Linked DNA regions of Triticum aestivum: region 1 is linked to region 2. A link is a contact called in public Hi-C data. All regions are on one chromosome and are shown on one strand. The core of a region is the stretch at or near the end of the contact, and the rest is flanking DNA. Distances in the headings are between cores, read along the strand shown.

Evidence for each region. Hi-C and Micro-C count contacts between places; a contact is called where the count stands out from the background.
Region 1: a Hi-C map of leaf shows a contact between it and region 2, with 5 times the contacts expected there. The contact joins the enhancer-like site here to the promoter of LOC123045205 in region 2. A contact is called at or near these places in 4 of 5 Hi-C or Micro-C datasets (leaf and an unstated tissue) and 1 of 1 datasets of contacts at active chromatin or transcription factors (leaf).

Annotation. Positions count from the first base shown.
Region 1 is chr2B:412,100,147-412,106,476 of IWGSC CS RefSeq v2.1, reverse strand. LOC123045206 (a long non-coding RNA gene) reads right to left here. Exons shown (of 7, transcript XR_006421135.1): 3 at 5,457-5,503; 4 at 3,805-5,201; 5 at 3,600-3,716; 6 at 3,481-3,517; 7 at 1-1,845. Among protein-coding and RNA genes, the nearest start is that of LOC123045206, 8.0 kb to the right of the region's middle. Within about 2 kb of position 4,201, at least 6 of the 8 cell types and tissues checked have an H3K27ac peak or open chromatin away from gene starts, as enhancers often do. A contact at or near this core is called in leaf, where this site is marked.
Region 2 is chr2B:411,803,717-411,810,110 of IWGSC CS RefSeq v2.1, reverse strand. It overlaps LOC123045205 (phototropin-2), which reads left to right and starts at 4,169. Exons shown (of 25, transcript XR_006421129.1): 1 at 4,169-4,474; 2 at 6,387-6,394.

The sequences.
Region 1 (6,330 bases), core at 2,952-5,451, 300 kb before region 2:
CCAAGACCTTCAGCTGTAAACAGCTGAAAAAGTATTGAATACAAGTAGTAAGACATGTACATTTTTTTTCAGTCTTTCATGACACCTTGGTGATACTATTATCAGTTAATTTCATCAAGTTGTAATAAACGTTGTTTTGTAATGTTCTGTAATATTCCTGGAACAAGATTTTCTGTTTCATGTTTCTTTGGGAGACATGAAACTATACCATTCTATGTTCAGAATAATGTTCCTGGAACAAGATTTTCTGTTTCATGTTTCTTTGGGAGACAGTAGAAACAGTGGAACAGAAGAAACTATACCATTCTTTGCTTTACTTCCATTGTTCACTTCACTAGATGACCCGTTGCGCCAATGGCGCAAAGGCCGAGTGCAAGCCAAGTGTTGAAAGAGTGTGCATTAAAACATATAGACACAAAATGAAACATATGAAAATAAGTATGGATTGATGATAGATAGATGATTCGTGATGATACATGTTTTCTAAGACGCAAAAAACTGATCCAAACCAAGAGTTGTCTGCAAACAAAATTTTAAAATACTTTGACACGTCTAAGGCATACTCCATGGTGTGTTATTTACAAACTCTAGTAAAAGATTAATGAACTTCGGAATTTCATATCACCGGCTTACAGTTCAAACCCGAACTTGGGGCATATTTGAATTTAAATCTGAAAAAGGGTAGTCAAATACTCCTGAAAAGTCTTGGACATTTTCACAAAGTTATATTATATACATAGTAGCATATGTGAAATTTTCCAAGATATTTCTGATGAGCTTTGAGCACTGAAATTAATCCTGAGTAGATTATGAGGGAGTAGAGGAGATATTCCAGTCATTTTCATTTTTTTTATTTTTTATTTTTCTTTCAACCTTTCCCTTTGCTACTGACCAATTGGTCCCTCTCGTGAACCCACCAGTCAGGCTGGCAGCGCCAGCTCGTGGGACACGCGCACGCAACTCTCTGCCCCTTCACGTTTTACTCCTACTCCTACTCCACTACCTCCCTCCTCAATCCATTCCCTCTTCCTTCTGGATCCTCTTTCTGGTCGAGCTCGCCGGGGACGCCGCCGCTCGCCGCTGCAACGCCAGCCATAGGAATAGGCGGGATCCACCAGCCCTCCATCCGGCTCGACGTCCACGCCCCACGGTCCAACATGCAGGCCTGCAGGACGCCGCCATGAATCGCCTCATTTTTCGAGTGAGTCCTTGATCCTAGGTAGTTTCCCTAACTCTGTTCAGCTCCGGCCGTCGTTCTGGTTCGATTCCTGGACACCGAGCATGCAACAAACTTTTGGACCGAGGCCGCCTTCCTTTGTTTTGTCAGCTGCCGTTGCGACGCCACAGCGGTCGTCCTCCTCCCCGAGTAACTCCAGGAACCATGACGGGCTCTGCTTCTCCTCTGGACCAAGGATTCGAAGCCGCAGGTCTCTCCTACTTCTTCCATATTTGCAGGGTGAGAAGCTGCCACTGCCTTCTTGTGCCATCAGGCATTGCCACGAACAGCAGGGTGAGAAGCTGCCATTGCCTTCTTGTGCCTTCTTTTCTTTGTCAGCGCCGGTTTTTCTCATTCTAGCCGTTGCTGGAGACGGTTGTGGTGCTGCCACATGAGACCATTTTGGTCCGGGCCACATGGTTAGGCCACAAGCTTGTTGCTGCTTACTTGGCCGCTCGCTATTGCTCTGCTTACTACTGCTCGTGGGCTGCCTGTACTTCAGAGAAAGAGAGCTTTTTGCTATACAGAGTACTATATTATGTTGAACCCTACTGTTCATCAATCCAGCAGTTTGCTTGTGTGCTTGTCTAGCTAGCTTGCACACACGTAACTTTCCTGGGTGATTTGATCTACCAAGTTCAGAAATCAACATATTAGGCTAAGTCAAGTTGTCGCTGAGTACGAAAGTTTACTCTAATATTTGATTTATCAAGAAAATCACAAAAAAAAAATGCTCAGCTTGCTGACTTTGTAAAATCCATAAAAAATATAATCATTCCAGTTCTGTTTGGAGTAGTACTGCTATGGAGTTGGGATGGTTTAACCTGTACTGTAGCCATAAAAATGAACATATCCAGTATTGTTGTTTAGAAATAAAAGATGATGTACTTTAAAAAAATACTTACTTACGAAGCCTTTTATCCCAAACAAGTTGGGGTAGGCTAGATATGAAACCCTTTCACGAGGACTTCCCAGGAGGTCACCCATCCTAGTACTACTCTCGTCCAAATAGATTTCATACCCAAAAGACTGGCTAGTTTTTACGTTGGCTCGCCAAGCCTATCACAACCCTTAGATATGAAACCCTTTCATGAGGACTTCCCAGGAGGTCACCCATCCTAGTACTACTCTCGCTCAAATGGGTTTCATACCTATGGGACTGACTAGTTTTTACGTTGGCTCGCGAAGCCTATCACAACCCTCCTCCTTTACCCGGGCTTGGGACCGGCTATGCCTAGAAGACATAGGCGGAGTTATGTACTTTAAAAAAATACATGTATTTAAAATTTTAAAAGCATATTTAACTTGTACTCGTGAATAAGTGATTTAAGCTCATCCAACTTAGTTTTGAAAATGAACAAATCCCTCTCATGACATAATTTAATACATCATATTTATGCATACATTGCCAATTCAATTTTCTGGTACGCAATAGTTAAAAAATAGGAACTGCTAGTACATCATACATATACGTAGTATATCAAAAAGCATGGCTAGTGTTCTTTTGTTATTAAAAAGCATGGCTAGTGTTCACTGGGAATAGGAGTGGCATTGGCATATGGTGGCTGACTTTTCATTTTCTTTAGCTACCATGCAAACCTAAATCTGATGACATTGAAATGATATAGCTGGACAGAGTAGATACTAAATTCAGACAAAGTAAATAGTAAACAAAAAAGATCACTCTTTTACAGAAAAGAATGGCATCAGACTATAAGTGTTCAAATAGTAATCATATTGTCACAATTTCATAAAAATGCAGTGGAGCCATGCTCAACTGTTTCGGGTTAAAGAAAACAATAATGATATGATAAATATGTTGAAGGTATTAGCTATTTCTCATCTGCACATTTTCTATATTGTACTCCACTTACTATCCATCTTAGTTATCTCTGTTCATTGTCAAGGCCTCCCAGTAAGTTGTAATAGCTAGTGGAAGATGGCATGTTGCAATGCTGGAGTTGTAAATCACACCAGTCCAATTTCGACAGAGAATATTTTTGTCAAGGCCTTCCAGTAAGTTGTAATAGCTAGTGGAAGATGGCATGTTGCAACGCTGGAGTTGTAAATCACACCAGTTCAATTTCGACAGAGAATTTTTGACTTATAAATTTCCAGTTGGCCAATACTGTCTAAGGCTATTAACAATTGCAGGAGAACAGTATCAATGTAACCATAAAATGTACAAAAAATACATATGATTCTTCGCATATTGGATAACAACTTGTGTTGTTATATATATCAGGTATCTAAAATACACTCACCTGGCCGTGCTGGGCTTCTTGGGCATGCATCCAGTGACTTCTGCCACCAAACCCTAAAACAATTAGGAAGAGCTCAGGGTACCATGGGAAGATGGGGAAAGTAGAAAGAAAGAGCTCACCTGTGCTGGCATCTCCTCCATGAACTGGGAGCTGTACTCAACCCCTCCTCATGAGGTGGGTGCTCGAGCAGCTGTCGTCCCGTGGCCTGCCTAGTTCGTGTACCTGTCTCCACCGTGCTGAACAGGAGAGATTGAAGGAAGAAGAGGAGCAGTGAGGAAGAAAACAGGACCGTGGAAGAGAGCAAAAGAGAGAAGGAAATCTCACCGGCAACACACGAAGGACGAGCAGCAGAGGGTACTTCGAGAGGAAGCGCAGAGAAGGGTGCAGCCGTGGCCGCTGCCTCACCAAGATGCGTGCCGCTGTCATCATCCGCACACTCCGACACACTACAGATGCCTACCGCTGCTCACCCGATGACCCAACCGCGCTAGCGTAGGGAGTAGAAGGAGGAGGAGCGGCGGCAGAGGCACGGGAGAAAGAGGAGGAAGGTGAGCAGAAGCGGCGGCGGCACGGGAGAAAGAGGAGGAAGAGGAGGAGAGGCGGCGGCGACTAGGAGGGAGGTCGTGGAGGAGGAGGGAGGGACGCTTGCGGGCTAGGTCTTTTACTGGACGAGCGCTGTATCCCACCCCTTCTCTGACCCGAACACGCACGCGGAACACACACTGCAATGCTGGTCCACGCGAAAGGGTGGCCCAGTCGCCATCCACTCTAACCCGAATTCATAGCGTGCAGCAAAACGAACGTCTAGATGTTTAACAGCAAGGTGAAAAGGACGCTGCACGGTAAATCGTTCGAACCAGATTCATCTCGCGATGTAGATGCGCTAGAACGGCGGGTACTCTAGGAGGCTTTATATGTTAGATAACAGTAGAAACAGTGGAAAACAGCAGGGACAGCAATCAGTGGAACAGCTTCGCGAAGCAGAAACAACGAAACGCTTGAAACAGTTCAAAAACAGTTCGCGCGCGCCAAGCGGCCCACAAAGCCCGCCAGTCAGCTGCCCCTGTGCGAAGCCGCACCTAGTTGACGCAAAATGTCACATAGGAGTTCCCTCCTACCCAACCACTCCTTCTCTATATTTTTCTTCCCCATGGGCCTGGCCGAAGTGGCCCATCTCTCCCAACCAACTAACCCCTCGCCTACGTTCACAACTCGCAGAAGAGGAAATCTCAACAGCCACCTACGTGCACACATAGAAACTCTGCACCTTCCTTTAATTTCTCCTTCCTTCCTACTAGTAAGCGTGCACGTGCAACGCACGTCTTCATTAATATTACAATTATATGGGAAAATCCACCTGTGTATGCTAGAGCATTCATCGTGCACCAGTGAATTAGTCCTATGAAATCAGCAAGTAGACTCCAATTCTTTAAGTTCCTCCTCTGTTTAATCATGCAAGTTTTTGTGTGTGTAATAGTATAGATGTAAGTGATTCAGATAAAATAATTAAATACAAGATTGTAATAAATCTTAAATATTACCTTGTTGAAATTAGCAGAAGCTCCAAGAGAAGCTGACAAAGAGTCTTGGATTTCTTTCATACATTCAGTCAGTTTGTTAACTCCACCCATAGTCTTTTCAAAGCACCAAATATTCCAATAATATGCATGTATCAATCAATACCTCTAATTTGCAAGGCTAAAAAGCTAGACACGATGCATCTGCAAGACCATGAGAAGAGTAATGGTATACATGTGAATGAAATTGGAGATTACACTGACAAAGCATAAAATAAAGTAAGCTCCGCGCAAGAGGAACGCTCTAACTACAATGAGAAGACTCATAAATCCATAAGAATACATGGTGTCAGTTTGGATCAACTTTTTTTCCATCCAAAAAGCCCAAGTTCACAGTGTCACCCTAAAAGCAGTGAGGATATCATACATATCAAGATGTATCCAGTATATCAAACTTACTTGTGAGATATCTTCTTTAAGCTTGGTATGCCCAAAATCATCATAAACTTTCAGAAATAAAGAAAAAGTCAGATGGATTTCCCCATATGAACAATAAAGAATGGAAACAACACCTAATGATAATTTTAGTATCCCTGGTTACTTCCAAACACTAAATAACAACTATGACACCTAATGACCAAGTATTTGCAAGAAACATCCATAATTATTTCATCATACAGTGAAATAGGAGTGGAGACAAAACCTAATGAGTAATGGCCAAGGGTCTTTTCAGAACATATTGCATCCAAAGAAAAAAAATTAACAGTATTAGTAGATAGATCAGAGATAAAAACTGGATTAACAACTTCGCTATATACATGGTGGTTCGTCATATTGTTCTCAAACACAGTGTGTCATAGAGTCAGCAAACATTAGCATGTGGGCGCAGGCCCAAACAACAACAACAACAACAACAAAGCCTTTAGTCCCAAACAAGTTGGGGTAGGCTAGAGGTGAAACCCATAAGATCTCGCAACCAACTCATGGCTCTGGCACATGGATAGCAAGCTTCCACGCACCCCTGTTCATAGCTAGCTCTTTGTCGATACTCCAATCCTTCAGGTCTCTCTTAACGGACTCCTCCCATGTCAAAATCGGTCGACCCCGCCCTCTCTTGACATTCTCCGCACGCTTTAGCCGTCCGCTATGCACTGGAGCTTCTGGAGGCCTGCGCTGAATATGCCCAAACCATCTCAAACGATGTTGGACAAGCTTCTCCTCAATTGGTGCTACCCCAACTCTATCTCGTATATCATCATTCCGGACTCGATCCTTCCTCGTGTGGCCACACATCCATCTCAACATACGCATCTCCGCCACACCTAACTGTTGA
Region 2 (6,394 bases), core at 2,920-5,419:
TATTTAGTTGGATCTTATGATGTTTCTCCCCCTCTACTCTCTTGTAATGGATTGAGTTTTCCCTTTGAAGTTATCTTGTCAGATTGAGTCTTTAAGGATTTGAGAACACTAGATGTATGTATTGTCGTGCTTATCTGTGGTGACAATGGGATATTCACGTGATCTACTTGATGTATGTTTTGGTGATCAACTTGCGGGTTCACCTTGTGAACTTATGCATAGGGGTTGGCACATGTTTTCATCTTGACTCTCCGGTGGAAACTTTGGGGCACTCTTTGAAGTTCTTTGTGTTGGTTGAATAGATGAATCTAAGATTGTGTGATGCATATCGTATAATCATGCCCACAGATACTTGAGGTGACATTAGGGTTTTGATTGATTTGTGTCTTAAGGTGTTATTCTAGTACGAACTCTATGATAGATCGAACGGAAAGAATAGCTTCGTGTTATTTTACTATGGACTCTTGAATAGATCAATCAGAAAGGATAACTTTGAGGTGGTTTCATACCCTACACTAATCTCTTTGTTTGTTCTCCAATTATGGACTTTGGAGTGACTCTTTGTTGCATGTTGAGGGATAGTTATATGATCCAATTATGTTATTATTGTTGAGAGAACTTGCACTAGTGAAAGTATGAACCTTAGGCCTTGTTTCCTAGCATTGCAATACCGTTTACGCTCACTTTTATCATTAGTTACCTTGCTATTTTTATAATTTCAGATTACAAAAACCTATATCTACCATCCATATTGCACTTATATCACCATCTCTTCGCCGAACTAGTGCACCTATACAGTTTACCATTGTATTGGGTGTGTTGGGGACACAAGAGACTCTTTGTTATTTGGTTGTAGGGTTGTTTGAAAGAGACTATCTTCATCCTACGCCTCCCACAGATTGATAAACCTTAGGTCATCCACTTGAGGGAAATTTGCTATTGTCCTACAAACCTCTGCACTTGGAGGCCCAACAACGTCTACAAGAAGAAGGTTGCGTAGTAGACATCAATATTCAATACACCTTCGGTCTTGAACATGAATATGATTTGTGAGTAGTTACTTTTGTTCTTGAGACATGTGAGAAGTCTTGTTATAAGTAATCATGTGAAGTTGGTATTCGTTCGATATTTTGATAATATGTATGTTGTTCTTCCTTTAGTGGTGTCATGTGAATGTCGACTACATGACACTTCACCTTACTTGGGCCTAAGGTAAGTCATTGGGGAGTAATGAGTAGATGATGGGTTGCTAGAGTGACAAAACCTTGAACCCGAGTTTATGTGTTATTCTGTAAGGGGCTGATTTGGATCCATATGTTTCATACTATGGTTAGATTTATTTTAATTCTTCTTTCGTAGTTGCGGATGCTTGCGAGAGGGGGTAATCATAAGCGGGTTGTTTGTTCAAGTAAGAACAACACCTAAGCACCAGCCCACCCACATATCAAATTATCAAAATAGCGAACGCAAATCAACTAAACATGATAAACGTGAGTAGATGACAATTCTCATGTTTCCTGGAGAATGCTTTGCTTTATATAAGAGAACTTTCTGGCTTGTCCTTTGCTATAAAAAGGATTGGGACACCTTGTTGCATCTTTGTTACTATTGCTACTTGTTACTTGTTACGAATTACCTTGCTACAAAACTATCTGTTACCAGTACTTTCAGTACTTGCAGAGAATACCTTGCTGAAAACCACTTATCATTTTCTTCTGCTACTCGTTGGGTTCGACACTCTTACTTATTGAAAGGACTACGATTGATCCTATATACTTGTGGGTCATCACCACCATGACTTCTCCCTTCACTGGTTCGATGACGGCTTGTGACTTGATTCTTTATTTTGTGTCTTCCATTTACTTGTTTGAGTAGTTGTACTAGTTCTCGGGGATATGGACGAACTTTATATATTTTCCTAATGCGATCAATTATCTTCTTGTTCAATGTTCGAGTTATAGCCGTCACGAATGCTGAGAGGAGAGCTCACTCGCATTATCGCCGTGATTGGCCGTGAAGCATATTACTATCGTTATAGGGTTAAGATGTCGAGGTAATTAGAGGTGACAGTAAAAGCCTCAATTCCACGCCTTTGCAATTGTAGGGGAGTAATAGGGAAACCCACATCCGGCTACGTCCATAGGGAAACACTTAATTAACCATATGTGATAACTAGTATAGAAAAATTACGTTTGATGGCGTATGTGATATGAAGTCTACCTAGAGTATAACATATTTTGTACCGGAAACCGCCCGCTTATGCACATAAAGAGTGGATTGGAGTTAAGTTCATATTAGTAGTGATGATCTTAGAACCCTCAATAAGCCTCAATAAGAGTGGATGACCCAAGTTCATATTAGTAGGTCCTATGGGTATTTTAGGTAGACCCAAATTCTTGTTTTACATCGCCTTGTGGACAAACAAGATGTGTAAATTAGGCACGGTTTAATTCACTCCGACTAGTGTAAGAATTAAGATTTTTGTAAACACAAAGAATTAAGATTTATAATACATGGTTAATAAAAAATTCATGCCATCCATTTGTGATTTTGTACGTGCACATCCTGCTGAAACATATCAAGACAATTTTGTTATTCATATAAGCGAGCATTCATATGACAGTCTATATAGCAAATTGGGTCCTACAACAACACCGGCGCGACGGAGATTTGCAGCTGCCGTGAGTTATAAGACTGTAGGGTGGGCTGACCCGGCTGGACCCAGCGGGTCACCCGGTGCCGGTTCTGTTGACCCAAATCTTGTTTGAGACCAACCCACATGACCAATTGCCCTCGAGTTTTTGAGTCAGATTAGCAACCCGGCGGGCCGACTCAGCTCATTCCCATCATGAGTTTTGGCCTATTTGTTCCTTCTTTGCGAGATCCGATCACACGAGTGCAAAACAGTTGACAAGATGGTAGCGGCGTCGTATGGTACAAGCATCGCTACGAGTGGGGGATGCTCATACCACACGCCGTCTTCTTATCTGGAAGTTCCTACACAACTGGTTTTCTTCCCACATGATCTTCTCTTCATGGTAGATAGTATGATGTCAATTAGCATGATTTTCACCCAGAAAGTATTCAATGCTCAAAATCTCCTACTCCTTTAAAAACCTGGCCTGTGCCAACACCTATTTTTTTTAAGTTCTTACGAGTATCATGAAAAATAATGGAAATTCAATTTGGCTCTAGGGAGCACATGCTCCCAGGCCCAAAGATAATTTTTTGAATGTCAAAAAAATCAAGATAATTTTTTATGTGATCTTAGTCACATACAAATGCTACATGCAAATTTTGAGGCAAAAAAGTTAAGCATTTTGGCCTGTGCAAAAACAAAACAAATTGAAGACCAAATGTCACCCAATTATTTTTTCACTGACGAAACACTGCCGTTCCATTTCACATGAAATTTGTCAAGCATGCTTGCGACACTAACACGAACATCTACAAAAAAATTAGTTTTTTGTTTAATTTACTGTTCATCCGGAGTATATGCTCCTGGGAGCCACCCCCTCCTGATAAATAAAGTACAAAGTGATGCAAGAATTCTGAAATTCCTACTACTACTGCTGCTGCGAGATAAGGCGGCATTTAGTAGTTCTCGGATAGTACTAGAGGTGATAATCGGCAAAAGATCTGCAAGTGTTAGAAGATAGCTATCTCATTCAGTTTTCTTTTTCATAGAACAGTGCACCCGTTTTGTCTCTCGTCTCCTAATCACGCTGAGCGGACGGTCCACAAGAGAAGCTACTAGGATGTCGCCCCCAGCACAACCCAATCATCTGCAATCATCATAGGTTTGGTAACGCGGGAAAATTTTCCCCATCCATACACAAAACTGTAGTCTTTCTTCTTAAATCTCTATCTCTACTGCTAAAAAAGAAGACCTCGAAGGCACACGCAATTTTGTAACGCGTGTCGTCCCATCGTATTTGTACCCGATTGTTCCTAGTTATCCACAGCAGCCGGCCACACTGATCTCGCCCGTCGCCGTCCCACACTCGGGAACAACCTCGCGACAGCGAAGCTCAGGCGGACCTCCCCGGCAGCCCGGCATCCACTGGATTCCCTCGCGCACTCCCGTGGCCGCACACCCGCCCCGAAAAATCTCCCCGTCGCCGTCGCCGTAGCCGTCAACACCACCCCCACCCCTGGGCAAAACGCGTCCGCACGATGCCCCGCTCGCTGGCGACGACGCCTCCCCGTGTCGCACCGGCCGGGGTCCGTACGTGCCTCCATCGCTGGCCACAAAACGGGGCCGCGAGGGCGAGGCGACGCCCGTGAGTCGACCACGGGCAGGATTGCATTATCCTCTCCCTTGCGCCACGCCCGCCATTCTTTTCCGCTGCCGCTCTGCTTTCCACTTCCAGGCGCAGCAGCAGCACCTGATTCCGCACGGGCTAGATAGGTCCAGCTGCTCTGCTCTGCTCTGCCATTGGGAGGTGCCGCACCTGACACCTGATTCCTCAAGGTTGGTCTGGTTGATCCTCCTCTGCCTTTTGCTCTTTTTGGTTGGGCCGTGCACTTGTGTCCTTTGATGCTTGGTCCGTCGTCTTGCCGCTTTCCTTTTATGTTCTTGCCGTCTCTGTACACCGGTATTCCGTGCTGGAGCTGGAGCTGGACGTAGCCTAGGTACCAACGGGGCGTTCAGTATTTCATTGGTCTGCTTTGGATAATGGAACAGTGAGGGTAGGTTCCACTCTACTGTACTATGTCTATCAAGTTCGGTATGTTGGAAGTATTCTTGGCTTATCTCCACTCACATGTCGGTTGTGTTCTTTTTTCTTAAAAATATACATATCAAGTTCCAGTTCCCAGTTCGATTTGTTTGGAGCCCTTGATTGGTCACTATACTACAGTAGAAAAGTGATTGCTCAAATTATCACCTGTTGGTGTTAACAGCCTCAAATGTACGTGCGATTTGAGTGGATTTTTCTTCATTCGACGAAAAAGGGTTTCCCCCGCTTTATATTATAAAGCATACCACCAAGCGTCCAACATCAAGTATCCAACATTAAGGTACAAACACAAAAAGTCAACGAACATGCTGGGGCACAGCAAGACAAACCCCAAAAGAGTACCGGAGAGCGCTAATCTGGCTCAGGGGGGGGGGGGGGGTGGAGATGGAGGCGGAGGAGCGAATGACGCCGCCGAGGCACGAAGACCCGCCATGATGCTGTCAATGATGACTCGGTCACTCCGCTTGCTAAGCGGTCTCCAAAGCTGCAAGAAGCCACACATTTTGTAGATCACATCAGTCACACGGGACGGAATCACTCGTTCGATGACTAATTTATTGCGGGTACACCAAAGGGACCAGGCAAGAGTGCCGAGCGCGACCCAAATAGGGGCGCGCCTAGACCCGGGGAGCCGGAGGGTCTCCCCGAACAAATCCGGGAGGTTGTCATGGCACCATGAGCCTCCGACTACCTCCCGAAAGCAGCTCCATAAAAACTGCGCCGTTGGGCACCGAAAGAAGATGTGGTTGCAGTCTTCCGGAACCAGACAAATGGGGCAAAGCCCATCCCCGGGTCCATTACGCTTACGGACCTCAATGCCCGAGGGGAGGCGTCCTCTAACCCATTGCCATAAGAATATGCGAATCTTAAGGAGGAGTTTGATCTCCCAGAGCACCGTGAGCTCTACTGGACCAGGCGTAGGTACAATAGCCTGGTATAGAGATCTAGTCGAAAATCTACCGCTTGGCTCAAGGTGCTAGGAGAGCGAATCCGGTTCCAGAGAGGGAGGGTGAAGGGCAATGCATTCCAGTAACTCATCCAATTGCACAAGTTCGGCCGCCCCGAAGGTGCGACGAAAGGCAATCGCGCCTAGGTTCTCTAATGCCTCGGCCACAGAGATCTGTGGGCGAGCACAGATAGAAAATAATGCGAAAAAACGCTCCGCAAGGGGACGGGGTCCCGCCCATCGGTCTAGCCAAAAGAGGGTGGCAGACCCAGAGCCTATCTGGATGGAGGTCCCAATGCGTAGGACCGGGAGTAGAGAGATCACCGATTGCCAGAATTGGGAACCTCCAGACCTAGAGGCAAAAGCGAGTGGTTGCCCACGAAGGTACTTCCTACGGATAATCTGCAGCCACAGGCCCCCCTCCTCCGTCTGGATCCGCCACAGCCATTTGGACAGGAGGGCAATGTTCATACGCTTGGAAGAGATGACTCCCAAACCTCCCTGGTCCTTAGGTTTGCAGATCTCAGACCATTTGACCATATGGTACTTCTGCTTATTGTTCTCTTCCGCCCAAAAGAAGCGGGAAAGAAGTTTGGTAATTTCCTGATGAAGGGATTCATCCCCAAGAATGAGTTTTACGACAAGATCATAGCAACACTGCCTGCGAGACACCTGAATTTTGCGTTTCTTCTTTTCAGCACAGAAA